Linked DNA regions of Mus musculus: region 2 is linked to region 1. The links are chromatin contacts, called in public promoter capture Hi-C maps. All regions are on one chromosome and are shown on one strand. The core of a region is the stretch at or near the end of the contact, and the rest is flanking DNA. Distances in the headings are between cores, read along the strand shown.

What was found. Capture Hi-C pulls out chosen DNA fragments and counts their contacts.
Region 2: a promoter capture Hi-C map of adipose tissue shows a contact between it and region 1. The contact joins two enhancer-like sites. A contact is called at or near these places in 7 of 39 promoter capture datasets (the C10 cell line, cranial neural crest, embryonic stem cells and 3 more), 3 of 115 datasets of contacts at active chromatin or transcription factors (bone marrow-derived macrophages, effector CD8 T cells and large pre-B cells) and 2 of 9 other capture datasets (adipose tissue and liver).

The regions. Positions count from the first base shown.
Region 1 is chr12:54,787,337-54,792,051 of GRCm38.p6, reverse strand. The region is part of intron 2 of Snx6 (sorting nexin 6); the gene reads left to right. Among named protein-coding and RNA genes, the nearest start is that of Snx6, 6.0 kb to the left of the region's middle. Within about 2 kb of position 2,086, at least 117 of the 459 cell types and tissues checked have an H3K27ac peak or open chromatin away from gene starts, as enhancers often do. A contact at or near this core is called in adipose tissue, where this site is marked.
Region 2 is chr12:55,053,651-55,058,365 of GRCm38.p6, reverse strand. 2700097O09Rik (RIKEN cDNA 2700097O09 gene) reads left to right here. Exons shown (of 8, transcript NM_028314.2): 5 at 1,014-1,124. Among named protein-coding and RNA genes, the nearest start is that of 2700097O09Rik, 24 kb to the left of the region's middle. Within about 2 kb of position 2,240, at least 7 of the 459 cell types and tissues checked have an H3K27ac peak or open chromatin away from gene starts, as enhancers often do. A contact at or near this core is called in adipose tissue, where this site is marked.

The DNA.
Region 1 (4,715 bases), core at 837-3,336:
CAGCTTGCCGGCAGGGTTCTGTGCTGGGTTTGAACTCCCATGAGTTAGAAATTGTGCACTGCAGGCGTGGTTCCCCCACGCTGATGGCCTGAGTTCCGTCCTGGGATGCAGATGATGGAGAGAAAACCAGATCTCACAGATTGCCCCTCACTGACCTCCACACGCTTTCTGTGGTACTGACCTCCACACGCTTTCTGTGGTACTGACCTCCACGCGCACTCTGTGGTTTGCCTCAGCCCTCATGTGGAAGAAAAGTAAAATGTTCAAAAAACAGAAAGAGAAGACAGCCTGAATCTCTAAAAAGAAATGTTTTAGGCTGTTAGGACGTAGTGGTGGCTGTGTGCCCTGTCCAGTTCTTCCTTGCTGTGCTGCTGTGGAACTGGCGAGTCAGCAGTTATGGTTGGACCGTGTGCTAAGTAAGCACTGTCAATATCTGAAGCCTAGTTTTTCTCTCTTTTTACATTTATTTGTGGAGAGTGTGTGTGTGGCGGGGCCGCAAGGAGTGTGAGTGTAGGAACCAATCACAGGTCCCCTGGGAAAGCAGCAGCCATGCACAGCCATGCAGCCAACCCTCCAGCCCATGTACAGAGGTTAGAAGGCAACCTTCAGGAGTCAGTTCTATGCTGGACAGTGGGTCCCTGGGCTTGAACTCAGCTCAGCACACAGGTTCACTTACTGAGTGCTCGTGCTCTCTCTCTCTCTCTCTCTCTCACACACTCTCTCTCTCTCTCTCACGCTCTCGCTCTCTCGCTCCCCCTACCCCCACCCCAGCTCTAACAACCCTTGAAGTTTCTTGTTCACTGAAGTTTGATTACGGTTGCACATTTAGTTTGCTCTTTCCTCATTTTTGGAATAGAAGTGTCTGGCCTGTTTAAATTTGTCTGGCCTGTTAGAAGTAGATCCCAGCAGTCAGATTTTAAGGCACTGCAGTTTTTCTTTAGAGTTCAGATCAGTAGTTTTCAACCAGTAGGTCATGACTCCTTTGTGGGGAAATATAAGGACCCTTTCACAGGGGTCACCTAAGACCATCAGAAAACACAGATATTTACATTACGATTCATAACACTAGCAAAGTTACAGTTATGAAGTAGCAACAAAAATAACTTTATGGTTGAGGTCAGCACAACGTGAAGAGCTGTGTTAAAGGGTCGCAGTGTTGGGAAGGTTGAGAACCACTGCTTTAGATCATTTTGCTCAGCTATAGAAAAGGGGCTCTCTCCCCCCCTCACCCCCTTCACATTGTATTTGTTTGTTTATTTCGTTTAGGGGATGCACAAGTAAGGTCAAAGGACCACTAGTGGATGTTGGTTCTCTCCTACCAGGTGGGAACTCATGTTCTCAGACTCCTTCACCCACTGAACCGCTGCGCCAGCCTTTCTCCCCCTCCCACGTCTCTGCTTTGTTCTTCAGATAGATCTCTCTATGTACCCCCAAACCCTGTTTTTCCTGCCTCCCTCTCCCAAGTACTGGGACTGCCTGTGTGTACCGTCATATCCAGCTTTTGAAAAGGACTCTGAGAGGAAAGTATAAAATGAGTGTTTGATCTAGGTAGCAAAAAGGAACATTAAAGATTCAGAAATAACACCGGCATGTAGAATAATGAGTAGGTAAAAGTAAAGCCAGTATTTTAAAGGAAATCTTTTAAAGCAGATGTAGGGTTTCATCATGGTATTTTTATCAGGACAGACTCAGGACAAAAAGAAAATGTTTTATGGTGACTAAAAAGAAGGCTTAAAATAGTGTATTTGGCAACATATACCAGTAATTGTGCTCTTGAAAGAACTGAGGCAGAGGGATTTCCAGGCTAAGGGTATGAGACCCCATCTCATACTCTTAGTCTAGTGTGCTCCCCTCTCCCCAAAAGTTAAAAAACCAAACCAAACCTCACAGCATCACAGCTATAGGCCAGCCTTGATTTCTTCAGCTTCATCTCTTCAGGAGCCACACACAGAAATGAAGGAAAGTAACGAATCATTTAATAAACAAATGCGTCCTTTGAATGGGACCGTCACTGTGTTTTGATGTGCAGTGCATGTCAGAGTGATGACCTAATTGCCTTAGCATGTGCTTTCAATTATAAATGGCATGCTGTTTTAAAAGCAGCTGTGGTGGGCGGGTCTGCTGCTGCTGCTGCGTCTTCTGGACTCCCCTCTTACTCCAGCTGTGCAAAAAAATGCTCAGTCAGCTCACACAGGGATCCTCAGGTCACAACAGTCTCGGAGGCCAGCTTAAGTTCACTTCGGAAATATTTGCTGTATCTTTTAAAAACTTGTAAGACTTTTATTTATTCTTAATCGGAAGTGTGGGGGTCAGAGGACAGTTTGATGAAGTTGCTTCTCTGTACCTTTGCATAGGTTCAGGGATCTCATCAGGCTGTCTTTGTGTGTGGTGGTCTGGTTTGCTTTCTGTTGTGACACAGCCCTGATTAGAGCCTCCCTGGAAGGAGGGGCTTCATGGCTCTCAAGTGATATAATCCACCAGCGAGGGAAGTCAGGGCAGGAGCTCACAGCAGGAGCTGAGGCGGGGCTGTGGAGGAGTGCTGCTCACTGGCCTGAGTAGGGTGGCACCGCCTACTGGGGGCTAGTCTGATAAAGTCAGCTCCTCAGTTAAGTTTGCTCTTTTGCAGACTCCTAGTCTGTGTTGACAAAACCCAGCCCAAGTGGCAAGTGCATCTCATTGGCCCTCACATCTCTCTCTCCTGCAGCCTTGGTATTTCTCTAGGTGTAGCAGAGCTCACTGCTGCTCTTCCATCCTTCTGGCTGCCATTCCCCCTCATTGCTTTCTCACCAAACCACTTCACTTTCCAAAAGGATCTTATGCTCTTATTTATCACTGTTGACAACCCTTTGTGGTGGGCTGGCCCATACCTCTCCCATCCCACACAAACTGTCTTTCTGTCTTTGAAGCGCCTCTGCACTTGGTCTATTTGGTATATGCAATTCGGTGCTGTAAGGGGCTCCTCACACGTTTACTTTGACTGGAAATTCTTTTAAAACCTGGAACAAAGATTTGCATTATTTGTGTGCCTGTACAGTATTTATTCACACATCTATACAGATTCAGAAAGATTGAAGAACTGCTCATGATCATATATAGCTAGTAGGAGCTGTAGTAGACACACTATTGAGTTCTAGCTTCTGGACTCCTAACCTTTTTGTTGCCACCATGAATTCAGCTCTCCGTCCTTCTTTAAATAAAAATAACTTTGTTTTTGAGACAGGGTCTCACTATATAGCCCAGGCTGCTTCTAACTCAAGAGATTAGCTTGCTTCTGTCTTTGGAGTGCTGGGATTAAAGGCATGTCCACCATGGTCAGCTTAGTGGGTTTGTTTTTGTTTGTTTGTTTTGGTTTTTTGAGACAGAGTTTCTTTGTATAGCCCTGGCTGTCCTGAAACTCACTTTGTTGACCAGGCTGGCCTCAAATTCAGAAATCAACCTGCCTCTGCCTCCCGAGTGCTGGGATTAAAGGCGTGCGCCACCACACCCAGCAAGGTTCTTTTTTTAAGTGTGTGTATGTGTTTGTGCAAGCACCTACACTGCAGGACCCCTGAAGGCCAGAAGAAGGTGTTGGATCCTTTGGAGCTGGAAGCACTATCAGTTGTGAGCACCACTCGGGTGCTATAAATCAAATTTCTGTCTTCTATTCTTGGAAAAATAGCAGGTACTCTTAAAACCGCTGAGCCATCTCTCTAGCTCAGGATCTTTAAACTTTTATTTTAGTTATTTGTATGTATTTTTTGAGAGAAAGTTTGCTATGTAGACCAGTCTAGCCTCAGATTTTCAGAGATCTGCCTGGTGCTGCCTCCAGCCCTGGAATTAAAGGTGCGCACCACTTCCCTGGTCTTTTTTTTAATGATACTGTACTTTTTGCTGCTTAACATGTCTGTCTTATGAAGAGCAGCACAAATGTTTAACCTACTCTGTCTCTGAAGTACAAAGTTTATGGGACCAAATAAAAATTAAACCAGTTAAAGTCTAGTTAGAAATTTCCTCAAACTGAATTCTTTCAGAAATTTGATTAAATGTTGGTTATCATAGGATGTCTCTACATTAAGTCTTTCCCTATTAAAACCTTCTAAAGTTACTGGCTCCCTTCCCCCCAATGGGAAACAGTCTACCTGAGAAATCTGTATAATTTATGTGATTGACATTAAATTTACAATGCTTTATGATGTCTTAGTGAAGGTGATTGAAATTTTTTTCTGTATAATACTAAGAAATACAGTTAACTGAAAAATCTATTTCAAGTGTGTTAAAATATAAAAATATTCACTGAACACCCAGCAGTGGTGACACACACCTTTAATCTGGAAGCAGGGTCAGGCAGATTTCTGTAAGGACAAAGAGCCTGGTCTATAAAGAGAGTTCAGATAGATCAGCCAGGGCTACATAGAGAAACCCTGTTTCAAAAACAAACAAACAAACAAACAAAAAAAAGCACTGAAACAATATAGCAAATTAACTTTCAGTGGAATTTTGTGCTGATGTGATATAGTACCGCATGAGATAAGGGAAGCAGAGGGATTTCATTTTAGAGACTGGCTTCTCCATGTATACCTTGGTTATTATAAACAGATCTTAAAAAAGGCTTACATATATGTAGTATGAAGTACAACTTACTGTCAAATAGAATAATCCTTTATATGTCTTTTTTTTTTTTTTTAAAGACTGCATTTCTCTGGACCAGGCTGACCTTGAACTCTGAGATCAGCCTG
Region 2 (4,715 bases), core at 991-3,490, 270 kb before region 1:
GATTATAAGTGCAGCCGCTTTGCCTACCTTGCCCCATAGCTTTAGTTAAAGAGTATTGCCAATCTTAGTGCCGTAAGGTGAAGGGTAGGAGAGGAAGACACCATTCTCTGGCATGCCCATGAGCACATAGACCTATTTTTCAGATACACATACACACACAGAAAGGGGGGGGGGGAGAACAAAGAGGAAGGGTAAGGAAAGAAAATAAGAGCCATGCAAAAAATGTAATGTCAAATAACTGACGTCACAGTATAGTATCAGTGTTGATAATGTGAATATATTGATTTTTTTCCTACAGTAGATCGCTGAATCTATACTAAATTCCTTAATATTGACATATGCACTTTGAAACATGTTAGAAATAAATATTATAAATATGTGTGCTAAAGCTATAGATTCAACCTTGGTTTTTGCATGTGTTGGTAGGCAGTCATCTGCAGGAGCCAGCCATGGTGGTACATATCTCTAATCTTAGCATCCAGAAGATAAGTCCAGAGCCAATCTGTGCTGCATGAATTCTGTCTCAAACAAACAAACCCTTAAACAGAAGGTTACCTGGCAAAATTAGCTGACTTTTTCTTCCAGGTTATCTTTTGTTACTCTCTGACAGAACCATGGCAGTTTCCAGCAGTTCCCCTTGTTCTTGTTAACTGATTGGGCTGGTTGCCTTCCTTCCAAATGGTGTGTGGCTGTGACTGCATTCCTTACAGATTGACTCCTGGACGTAACTTCCCTCCGCAGAGGTTCTGCAGGCTGACGAGACCCACAAAGCTTGGGAATGGGCTCATTTTCATTGTTCCCACGCTTGCCAAATGCCCAGTTTATCAGGAAACTTTACAAACCAGTCTTTAAAAATATAGCTAATAAGGATTAATAACTTCAATCAAATCCCTGATGGGAGAAGTTCTGAACTCTGTGAGTTTTAGAACAGTTTGGTTTTTACAGCTCAGGCAGACATAAGCCTGTACTTAGGAGCTGACTATTTTGTGACAGGCCGTGTCTTCCCATTTCAGGGTTACCTTTACAGCTCAGCAGTGCAGCTCTGTGGGGTAGAGCTGAATGGACAATTTTGCCAGTTGCAGGAAATGATCATAAAGAAATACCAGTTCGGTGACAGAATAAAGGTACCTTTACCATATTTTTTTATTACTTCTATGACTCTTTCCTAACTGCTTCTGTATTCTCACAGTACGGCTACTGTGTGGGAATGCACTGAGTTGACCGGCTCTCTTACTAGTGAGTGTTTCCTCTGTTTTCTTCCTGTCAGACGGTTTGGGTAACGGAACTGTAAATAACTCTCCAAGGCTGGCTGCCAGTGTATTTTATTAAACTGGAAATTGAAGGGCTTGCACCCCTCATGGTTGCTTATCTTGTCAACTAGGAGCTGTTGTAAATGTCACAGGATAGTGGTCATTAGGGAAAGATGCTTCTCTTAGGCTAGAACAGGGTTCCCCTTTCTTCTGTAAAAAAAAGTAACAAGATAAAAGATTTGGGGTTTTGGTTTTTTGGAGGGTTCTGTTTTCTAATGCAGTGATCCTTGAAATTGCACTAAGATCCTTCTATGTTCCTCATGGCAATGCAGAAAATATTAGCAATCTCTGATGTTAAGGACAGCATAACATTGGAAAAACTCAGTGAGTTAAAGGTCAGGGGGCTGGAGAGATGCTCAGCAGCAGGTAAGAGGGTCTGCTGCTCTCACAGCTGGCCCAGGTAGGGCTCCCAGAGCCCACATCCAGTGTTCACAGTGCTTGTAAGATCAGCTGCTCCTGAGCTGATCCAGCATGCTCTTCTGGTCCCCACAGGCACCTGCACATGGTGTGCAGACAAACAAGCAGGCACACGGACATGGAAATGTTTTAAAAGTTGAAGGATGAAAACTTCATCTTTCTGATAAAGGTTATTTTATATTCCCACAGTGTTTCTTTTCCCCACCCTCATTTTAGAAATGTAGAGATAAGCCAGGCAGTGGTGGCACATGCCTTTAATCCCAGCACTTGGGAGGCAGAGGCAGGCGGATTTCTGAGTTCAAGGCCAGCCTGGTCTATAGAGTGGGTTCCAGAACCCAGGGCTACACAGAGAAATCCTGTCTCAAAAAAAAAAAAAAAAAAAAAAAAAAAAGTAGAGATAAGTGATCAGCATAAATACATTATCTGGTAATAAGTTTATGGGGTCGGGGTAAGGCTGGTGGTAGGATACTTTTCTGCCATGCCCAACATACTGGATTCAGGCCCTAGAACTACAAACAAAATTCATGGGTTTTCTTTTCTTTAGCCTAGCTGGCATGGAACTCACTGTGTGCACCAGACTGGCCTCAAACTGCTCTTATGTAATAATCACATACTTAATAGGAATTTCTATTAAGTTGAAGATTGAGATTTAAAAATTAAGAACTCATTGGGAGCGGGAGAGATAGCTCAGCAGTTAAGAGCATTGCAAAGGACTCAGGTTCAATTCCCAGCACACACACAGCAACAACTAACTGTCTATGACTCCAACTCAGAAGCAGAGGCAAGTGGATGTCTGTGAGTTCAAGGCCAACCTGGACTACAGAACAAGTTCTAGGACAACCAGGGTTATACAGAGAAACTGTCTCAAAAAACAAAAACAAAAATTAAGACCTCTGAAGAATCATACTTAATAAAGAATAATAATAAAGTGCTTGCTTCTGTTTTTTAATATGATAAAGATGTATAAAATGTTTATTTATATTTTTATGAATTCTTTTATTACTTTTCAAAATAAATTATTTCAGTACACACCCATGTAATTTTTTTCTGACATGTAACTTCATGGCTACCTTCAGTAACTTTTTGGTGAGAAACTTGGTTTGTTTGTTTGTTTTTTTTTTCTCCAGTGTGGCCTCAAGCTCAGGGCCTTTTTATACCACCCTATGGCTACACCCCCTCCCCCGAAGTTGTAGATAAATACTGGATTGAAGGCTCTTAAAATCAACAAACACGGTTTCTGTAGTTATTTTAAATAGTATATGTTGAAACCTATCTTCCCTTTCAGGCGAATTCTTTGCATTTGTTTGTTTGTTTGTTTGTTTGTTTTTTCAATTTCGTGTGTGTGTGTGTGTGTGTGTGTGTGTGTGTGTTGCCTGTGTGTTTGCTCTGCTGTCCTGTCTCCCAGCCTCCCTCCCATCCCTCTCCTCCAGGCTGGCACTGGGCTTTCCCTCTTCCTATCCTTGCTCTCTGCTCACTCCTCTGATAGCACTGGGGAGTTAGGACAGTTGTTTTGGAGTGTTTGTCACATTACTCCAGTGTCACACATTTGAGCACAGATACTGTATCTCTTTTAACCTGGTTTGTCTCCCTCTACAGTATCTTGCATAGAAAAGAGGTACCCCTACATTTTGCTTGAGTGTGATTGTTTTATGACTTCTGTACTGCCATCAGTCCAGAGGCCGCCCTGGAACCCTGAGAGATTTGTGTTGGCTGCCTTGATTAACTGAGCCTTCAGATTCTTCTTTCCCCAGTCTGTGTAGTAGAAATACAGGAAGAAAAATATGAAGACAGATGGGAAAGAAAAAAGAAGAATGAAGATAAAACTACTGACTAGTTCACATATCTGTTGCATAGCTAGGCTGCATGTTTATAATGTCTGCAATTATTAACTGGGTTGTTAGTGACAAGAGCCGGACTTAGCCTCTGAGCTGTCTCTCTGGCCCAGCTGTCTTTCTTTTTATTGATGATTGTGTCAAAACTGTCTTTAAAGGTTCTAGGCCAAGTGAATTTCTTTTAAGTGTAGAATGTTTATTATTTAAAAGAAAGAATGTTTCTTAAAACCAGACCATATAACACCTTGCATATTACATATTTGTAATGCTTGAGTATTTATTTGAAAATAACTCATAAACATTTTTTCTGTTTCAAAGTAAAATCTATTTTTTTACTCCTGATCAAATAAGTGTATTTTCTTGCTATTGTCCCTGTGGTCTTCGAAGCCTTAATTATGGTTATGTCACATTTTTGAGTTATATAGGTTTTTTTTAAGATTTATTTATTTTATTTTATGTGTGTGTTTTGCCTGCTCATATGTCTGCACCATATGTGGTGCCTAGAGACCACAGAAATCGGAGGAGGGCATTGGTTCCCCTGAGACTGGAGTTACAGAAGGTCGTAAGCTGCCCTGTGGGTGCTGGTAATTGAACCTGTGTCCTCTGGAAGACCTCAGTGCTCTTAAGTGCTGAGCCAGCTCTTCAGCCCTATGTAGGGTTTAAATCAATTGTTTTGCTTACGTTTTCAGCAGGTAATAACATTCAGGTGAGTGTTAGAATCAAGTTAGCATAAGACATATTAATATTTGAAAGATTTGACAGTTTATAATTTACTCTAAAGGATTTTGAGAGGTGTGGGTGTTTTTTAAGATTATATTTTATTTTATGTGTTTTGAGTGTTTTGCCTGCCATGGATGTGTGTGTATCACATATGTGCCTGGTGCCAGCTGAGTTAAGAAGAGGGCATTGGATCCCCTGGAACTGGAGTTATAGACAGCTGTTAGCTGCCTTGTGGGTGCTGGGAGCCAAACCCCATTTCTCTGTAAGAGCAGTAAATGCTCTTAACCGTTGAGCCATAATTTTTATATTGTATCATCAGGACTGATAACCACTATAAAAAAAGAAATTAACTACCCAAGAGTACAAATCTAGTTGGACAGAGCCATAATTGAAACCTGGATCTTTTGACTCTTAAACCTAACAATGTAATTATAAT